2 separate regions of the Rattus norvegicus genome follow, and region 2 is linked to region 1. A link is a contact called in public Hi-C data. All regions are on one chromosome and are shown on one strand. The core of a region is the stretch at or near the end of the contact, and the rest is flanking DNA. Distances in the headings are between cores, read along the strand shown.

What was found. Hi-C and Micro-C count contacts between places; a contact is called where the count stands out from the background.
Region 2: a contact with region 1 is called in a Hi-C map of frontal cortex, with 2.2 times the contacts expected there. The contact joins two enhancer-like sites. A contact is called at or near these places in 2 of 12 Hi-C or Micro-C datasets (Schwann cells and frontal cortex).

What each region holds. Positions count from the first base shown.
Region 1 is chr2:235,074,562-235,077,764 of GRCr8, reverse strand. No RefSeq gene overlaps it. Among named protein-coding and RNA genes, the nearest start is that of Pkn2, 520 kb to the right of the region's middle. Within about 2 kb of position 1,479, at least 4 of the 93 cell types and tissues checked have an H3K27ac peak or open chromatin away from gene starts, as enhancers often do.
Region 2 is chr2:235,296,159-235,299,361 of GRCr8, reverse strand. No RefSeq gene overlaps it. Among named protein-coding and RNA genes, the nearest start is that of Lmo4, 640 kb to the left of the region's middle. Within about 2 kb of position 1,726, at least 22 of the 93 cell types and tissues checked have an H3K27ac peak or open chromatin away from gene starts, as enhancers often do.

The DNA.
Region 1 (3,203 bases), core at 230-2,729:
GAATTCAGAGGGCCCTGACTGCGTACCTCCCATTCCTACCACCACATCTTCCCTCCTATGAAGACTTCCTTTCAAACTCTGTGGAAATAAACCTTCCTTCCTTAAATTGCTTTTGTTGAGGTTTTCTATCAGAGCAATAAGACAAGTCACTGACGCATAACTATGATTTGATAAGGTGTTCTTTTTTATAACTCCAATTTAAACTAAAATTTAAAATAAGAATGTAGAACCAGACGTTGGATCACAAAGTATTAAAGCAACATGGTAAAAAAAAAATCAAATGAGAACAAATCCTGATCATAATAGTAATTTGCGTGAGAGGAAGGAAAACCTTATGTTGTTATTTAGAGTAGTTTTCCTTAGTTTATTCCTGATAGTTGAACTACTTATACATATTATGTTAGGTACCAGCACATGCATGCAGTAGTACATATATAATTTATAAGGACACATATATATTTGGGGATAAGTGCCAGAAAAAGAACATTGAGTGATGTTTGAGTTGAGAATTTCGGACAACTTTTGGAGGCTGGTTCTCTTTAGCATACATATTTTGTTTCATTAAATAAGACCTCATGGATGTCATTTCAGACCCTTGTTAAAAGAGGGAAAGACTGGCCACAGGAAACTCCTTTCAATTCTAAAAGTGGTTTCGAGTCTATGAATGTGTGAAGCCTTATATTCCACCTCAGAACTAAACCAAGGAAGTGTGTGATTTTCACAGACATAAGTAAAAGTCAGTGCATTTCTTGTTCAGCCACTGGTGAACAAACATTCAAAACATTCAAAAGTTTTTCTTGAGATCCTACAGGATCCATCCCAGATGCTCAAGAAAGTAGACCCAGCTCTTCTCACCTCTACCTGCATACAGGAACCAAGCTCAGAAAGAACCCACCAGCAGCCACTTTATGATACCCCATTCCTTTAAATTTCCGGGCAAATTACACCTGTGGTTTTAAAATATCCACCAGCATGTCTTAAGATGCTCCAGCATCAGCTGTAGGCATCGTGCAGGCAGCTGCTATTCCAGCTACTCTATTCCCTCCTCTGTCTTTCTGCCCACACATTTCACAGAACCACCAGCTGACATCAAGCGCCAGGCAAAGATGATGATTTCAGAAACTTTTTGAGGTAGGTTTTCCAAATGCCAGAAAACACAGAACAAAGAAAATTAGGCCTCTGACAATCACAGTGCAAAGGAGAGAATAAGGTCACTTCTGCACCCAATTCCAAGAAAGGGCAAGTGATTTAAGATCTGTTTTGAGGACTTGTAGTTAAGAACACATTCCTTGAAAATGTGGAGGCAAAAATCATTCACATCTTCCAAACGATCCTGAGAAAGTCCTAGAAATCTCTGGGGCAAGCTTCACAGTGCCAATGCATTTCCACAGGAGAAGTCTTGAGTTTCTGTCTTTCCCCAAGGCTGCTTCTCTCCATCTTCCAAAGCAGTTCTCCTCTTAGAGCCCACAGAAGTGATGGATTATAGTACATTACTTTAGGATGAAATGTGTAAGTAAAGAAAGAACAGGGAAACACACCTACCTTTCTCATTATTACCCTTGCCTCACAGCAGGAAAGCAGAAACAATGAGAACCAAGGTCCACCTACTAGTTGGTATGGCTTGTTTCTTATGGTGGGATAATTGGCAGCATATGATGGTCTTTCATCATCATACCTTGAAAGGTCATAAATTTAGTTTGCAAGATTGTTTGCTAGTTCCCCATTTCCCGGAGTTGTATAATTCAGTGGGATCACCCTCTTACAATCTAAGCATTCAAAGTAAAGAATCTGAGCTTTGCACTAGAAAATCTTACAATTGGAAGTGTCAGTAACTTACCAGCTATGGAGGTTTGAATAAAAATGGCTAACAGGCCCTACTTATCAGGAAGTGGCACTGTTTGAGAAGGATTAGAAGGATTAGGATATGTGGCTTTGTTGGAAGAAATGTGTTACTAGGAGTGGGCTTTTGAGGTTTAATCCCATGCCAGGTGCATTCTCTCTCTCTCTCTCTCTCTCTCTCTCTCTCTCTCTCTCTCTCTCTCCTTCTCCTTCTCCCTCCCTGCCTCTCTCTCTCTCTCTCTCTCTCTCTCTCTAGATTAAAATGTATCTTTCAGATACTACTCCATTGTCATGCTTGCTGCCTTTAATGCTATGTTTGCTGCCACATTCCCTACCCTGACAATAATAGATTAACCCTCTTAACCCTCTTAAACTGTAAGCAAGCTCCCAATTAAATGGTTTATAGTTTAAGAGTTGGCCTTGGTCATGGTATCTCTTCACAGCAATGAAACAGTGACTGAGACAGAAGCCATAGGCAATTTACCTCTAATAACCAATGTTACTCGGCTGAGAACTACAGAGACCTGTTAGCAGACATTTGAAAGATGGCTAAGAGTAATGAAATTGGGATGTATAAGCAGGGACATAGTAACATGCAGTATTAGTTACTTTCTGTAGCTGTGAAGAGATACCATAATCAAGGCAACTCCTATAAAAGAAAGAATTGAATTGGGTCTTTGCTTGCAGCTTTGAAAGTTTAGTCCATGATCATCATGGTAGGAAGCAGACAGGCCTGGCACGAAAGCAATAGCTGAGAATTTTGCATCCTGATACATAGACTGCAGAACACGATGCTGCGTCTGGGCATGGGCTTTTGAAAACATGAAGCCCATCCCCAGTGACATACATCCTCAACATGGCAACATCTACCCTAACAAGGCCACACCTCCTAATCGTTCTCAAACACTTTTACTAACTGGTGACTAAACATTTAAATATATGAGCCTATGCGGCCATTCTCAGTCAAACCACAGTACACCCTTAGCACTTAAGAACTACTCAATCAACATTAGCTATCATCAGACATTATTTTCTGATTTCCCAATGCCATGCCCGACACTCTTTCAACTGTGAGCTGCATTCATTAAACACAATTTTGCTTCCCCTCTTTCTGAAAGAGCTGGTGGAGCACAGAATAACAAATACTCCAAGCAGTGACAATTCACCAAGAAAGCCACCATCTTTAAGCCTAACTTCACCTCCCCTAACATTTTAACACAAGGGTCTTTTGTTTCAGAAATTAGTCAGTTTGCTCCCTCTTTCTTGGGGTGTGTTGGTTTGGGGACGAATATATCAGAAAATGTTTTATTTTCCACTATTGATAAAATATCAAATACAAGCCTCTTCCATTCAACATGGAGATC
Region 2 (3,203 bases), core at 477-2,976, 220 kb before region 1:
AGCATGAGTCTTAAAAGATTCATATTGAGACAGAAACATTACACAATCCCCTTTGCTCTCTCCCCATTTTTTCAGACTTATTTTCTTCCTAGAGGCATGGAGTCCTCTTTATGATGCTTTTATGTCTATAAATTGTTTAGGAGAAGCCACTGAAACCTAATCTCTAAACGTGCAAGGCCCCTGGATTGGTGGGGAGGGGCGGGGTGAGGGAGAGACACAAATTGCAAAGAGCAGAATAATCAGATACAGAGGGACTTTGATCTTCTGGAGACCTAAGCTAATAGATGTTAAGTGCAGTTCAGTGGAAGTAATAACCCATGAAGAAAACAAAATCTGCAAAATGATAAAATGCTGCAGTCTACTGATCAAGGAAGACATCGGAAAATTACCATGAAAGCATCCTTAGCCTGGCAGATCCAAGGTGAAGAAAGGGCTCCTTCTGCCAACCGGCAGCCAGACACTCCAGGCAGACCTAGCCGGCTCCCTTCCTCCAGCCAGATTATCACTCTATGTAACCTGAATGCTTTTCACTGCAGAGGCAGGCACTGGCACCATCGGAGGCCTGGGCTTCGTCATGTCTTCTCCTGACGCCACAGTGAATCACCATGTCCTCTGCTGAGGCATTTCAGAGGATGTTGTTTCTCAGAGTCCGTCAGATTTTCTCCAGGACTGATTCCTTTTGACAGCAAGACAACATATTAAAGACAAATATTAGGTATCTTTCAAGACATTGAAATCTCACCAAGCCAACTATTCAGGAAGACACTGGGAATTTATGAACACTTAAACACAATTGAAAAATAAGAGGTAACTCCTTCATGCTAGTTTGCTTAAGTATCTGTTTATTGAATAATGAGTATGTTATGCATCTTGGGCTGAATTAAATCTGCAGAGGTAATGAATTCCTTAGTATTAAAAGAAAAATGTAAAGATCGAAACCGCTAGATAATTTTATTATTAGGAGAACTAAACAAACAAACAAATAAACACAACCCCCAAATGTGAGTTTTAAAAACCAAGAAACTAGAAGAAGAGTAGCATCCGGTTTCAAAGCTTAGCCTCTTTATACTCCATGTAACGGCTAATTAAACATATGGCATATATTATCTGAACCACAAATTAATTTGTTTGGCTAGAGCGGGTACAAACAAATGAAAACAAAGGGAAACTGGCCATTTTAACTCAAGCCGGATGTGGACAGCTTTGCCGGCCACTGGCATTTGGTTCCTGTGTGAGCAGCTCATGGGACATTTACATCATGCCGAGAGGAGTCTCCTCTTTGAGTGGGAAAGTGAAACTGGCAAACTATGTAAGAGCACAGATGAGTGTAGTGATGGCCTTTATGACAGAAAGGAAAAGGAACTGAAATGGGGGGAAAGTGCAGAAGGGATCAGAGGGAAGAGGATGGGAGGTGGGAGGAGATAGGACAGGGAGGGGAAGATAGGATGGGAGGAGACTGATCCCAAGGCATTGAAGCCCTCCGGACAGCACAGTGAAGGGCGTCTACATCTATTTTTACTATGATGTTGACTCTTCGTCGCCATGTTTATAGAAAGACTAGCCCTTTAAAAGAAGTGCTTTACCCATAAGGGAAACTGAGAGACTACATGATATTAAGAAGAGTCACTGGAAAATCAAAACTTGGAGCCTTCAATTGATTGTTGGAGATTTTATGTAACATGTGCTTATTTTTCAAACAAATGGAGTCCTTGTCTGAAAGTCCTGTGGGTACAGGCCTGGTGCCCAGAGTAAAGTAACCAAGCGAGTGGTTAAGATGAGGAGGGCCCACTCTGGGTTAGCAGTCCATCACTCGGCGTGTCCTGCTGCCTGTACATCAGACGCAACCCTTCTTATCTGTTAAGTGCATAGAACAATTTAGACCAAGCATGCTGAGTGGATTAACTAATGATCGTGAACCACTTTGGAAATAGAAAATTCCCCATGTGCATGCAGAATTAATAATGATTAGATAACAGACTGTCCTAAATTTTACTTTTGATTCAAATAACCCTTTTCTCGATGGTGAAAGTTATGCTATTAAACAAAAGACTTTATTTTAACTAGAGGTTTTCACGGTATTTTCATTTGAGTTGAATTTCTGTTCTTCAGATCCATATTTCTGCCAATTTCTATCTCTTGTGCTTTCTCTGGCACAACCAAAAGAACAAAGTTAATAACAGAGAAAGGACAAGCTTTAAGAGCGCTGCATTTATCGTCGGCTGTAATTCTGCTATTAAATGGTCTTGGCATTTGCGAAATTCTTCTCAATCTTACATTTTTTTTCCTCAGAGGGGGGAGAAAAGCCACTGAAAACATGGAGTTTAATCCAAAAATAACCCTTCTCCACATTCTATGTTCTAAGATTTTTCTCTTGGCACTCAGAGTGTGACCTTATGTCTCCATGGGGCAATCTGCAAGATAAACTCCCTGCCTTTGTATCTTCTTAACCATTTTAGAAAGAACACATATGCATGCCCTTGTCCACACACACACACACACACACACACACACACACACACACACAGACGTGTGTGTGTGTGTGTGTGTGTGTTCATGTACCTATGAAACACAGAGGATCTGTACAGAATTATTTTTCCCTTTGATTTCTGCCTGTGGAACAGATTGAAGATTTTACTCCACTGTGATCTTCAGAACTTCCACTCAGTTGGTTCGCCTGCCAAGCGCAGTGACCAGTGCGGCCGCTCCTGATGGTGGGGAGCATATGGTACCGCTGGGAATAGTTTTGCTCTCACTGCTGTGAAATCCCACGCCTTCCTACAGAATGTGTTTGGAGGAGCAAATGGTAAGTGTTTCTCTTTGCTGTAGCTCCCCTTCCCTGCCTGCAGAACCCAGTCAGTCAGTTCCACAGCAGAAGGAAGGGAACCCTACAGACTCCTAGGCAATGGCTAATGCTCAGCTTGGGAGTTAATGGTACACGTTAACTATTTCTTCTGTCCACGGACTCATCCTGATTTTCCAAGTTCAATAATCCTAAACCAACCAGCCCTCACTCAGGTTTGCTTTATTCTCCTTCCTCTGTCTCTTTCTCTCTGTAAAAAGGAAAGTCTCAAAGCAGGGCAGGGTGTCTAGATTAAGCTGGTCACTTGTCCCTGGGTTTATGCCTGCACTGCCCTGGAGTGCTTCTGTGTATCCCTGTACAAAGCATGTTCTTTCTCTTCTGAATTTGGTGAAAGAGAACGACA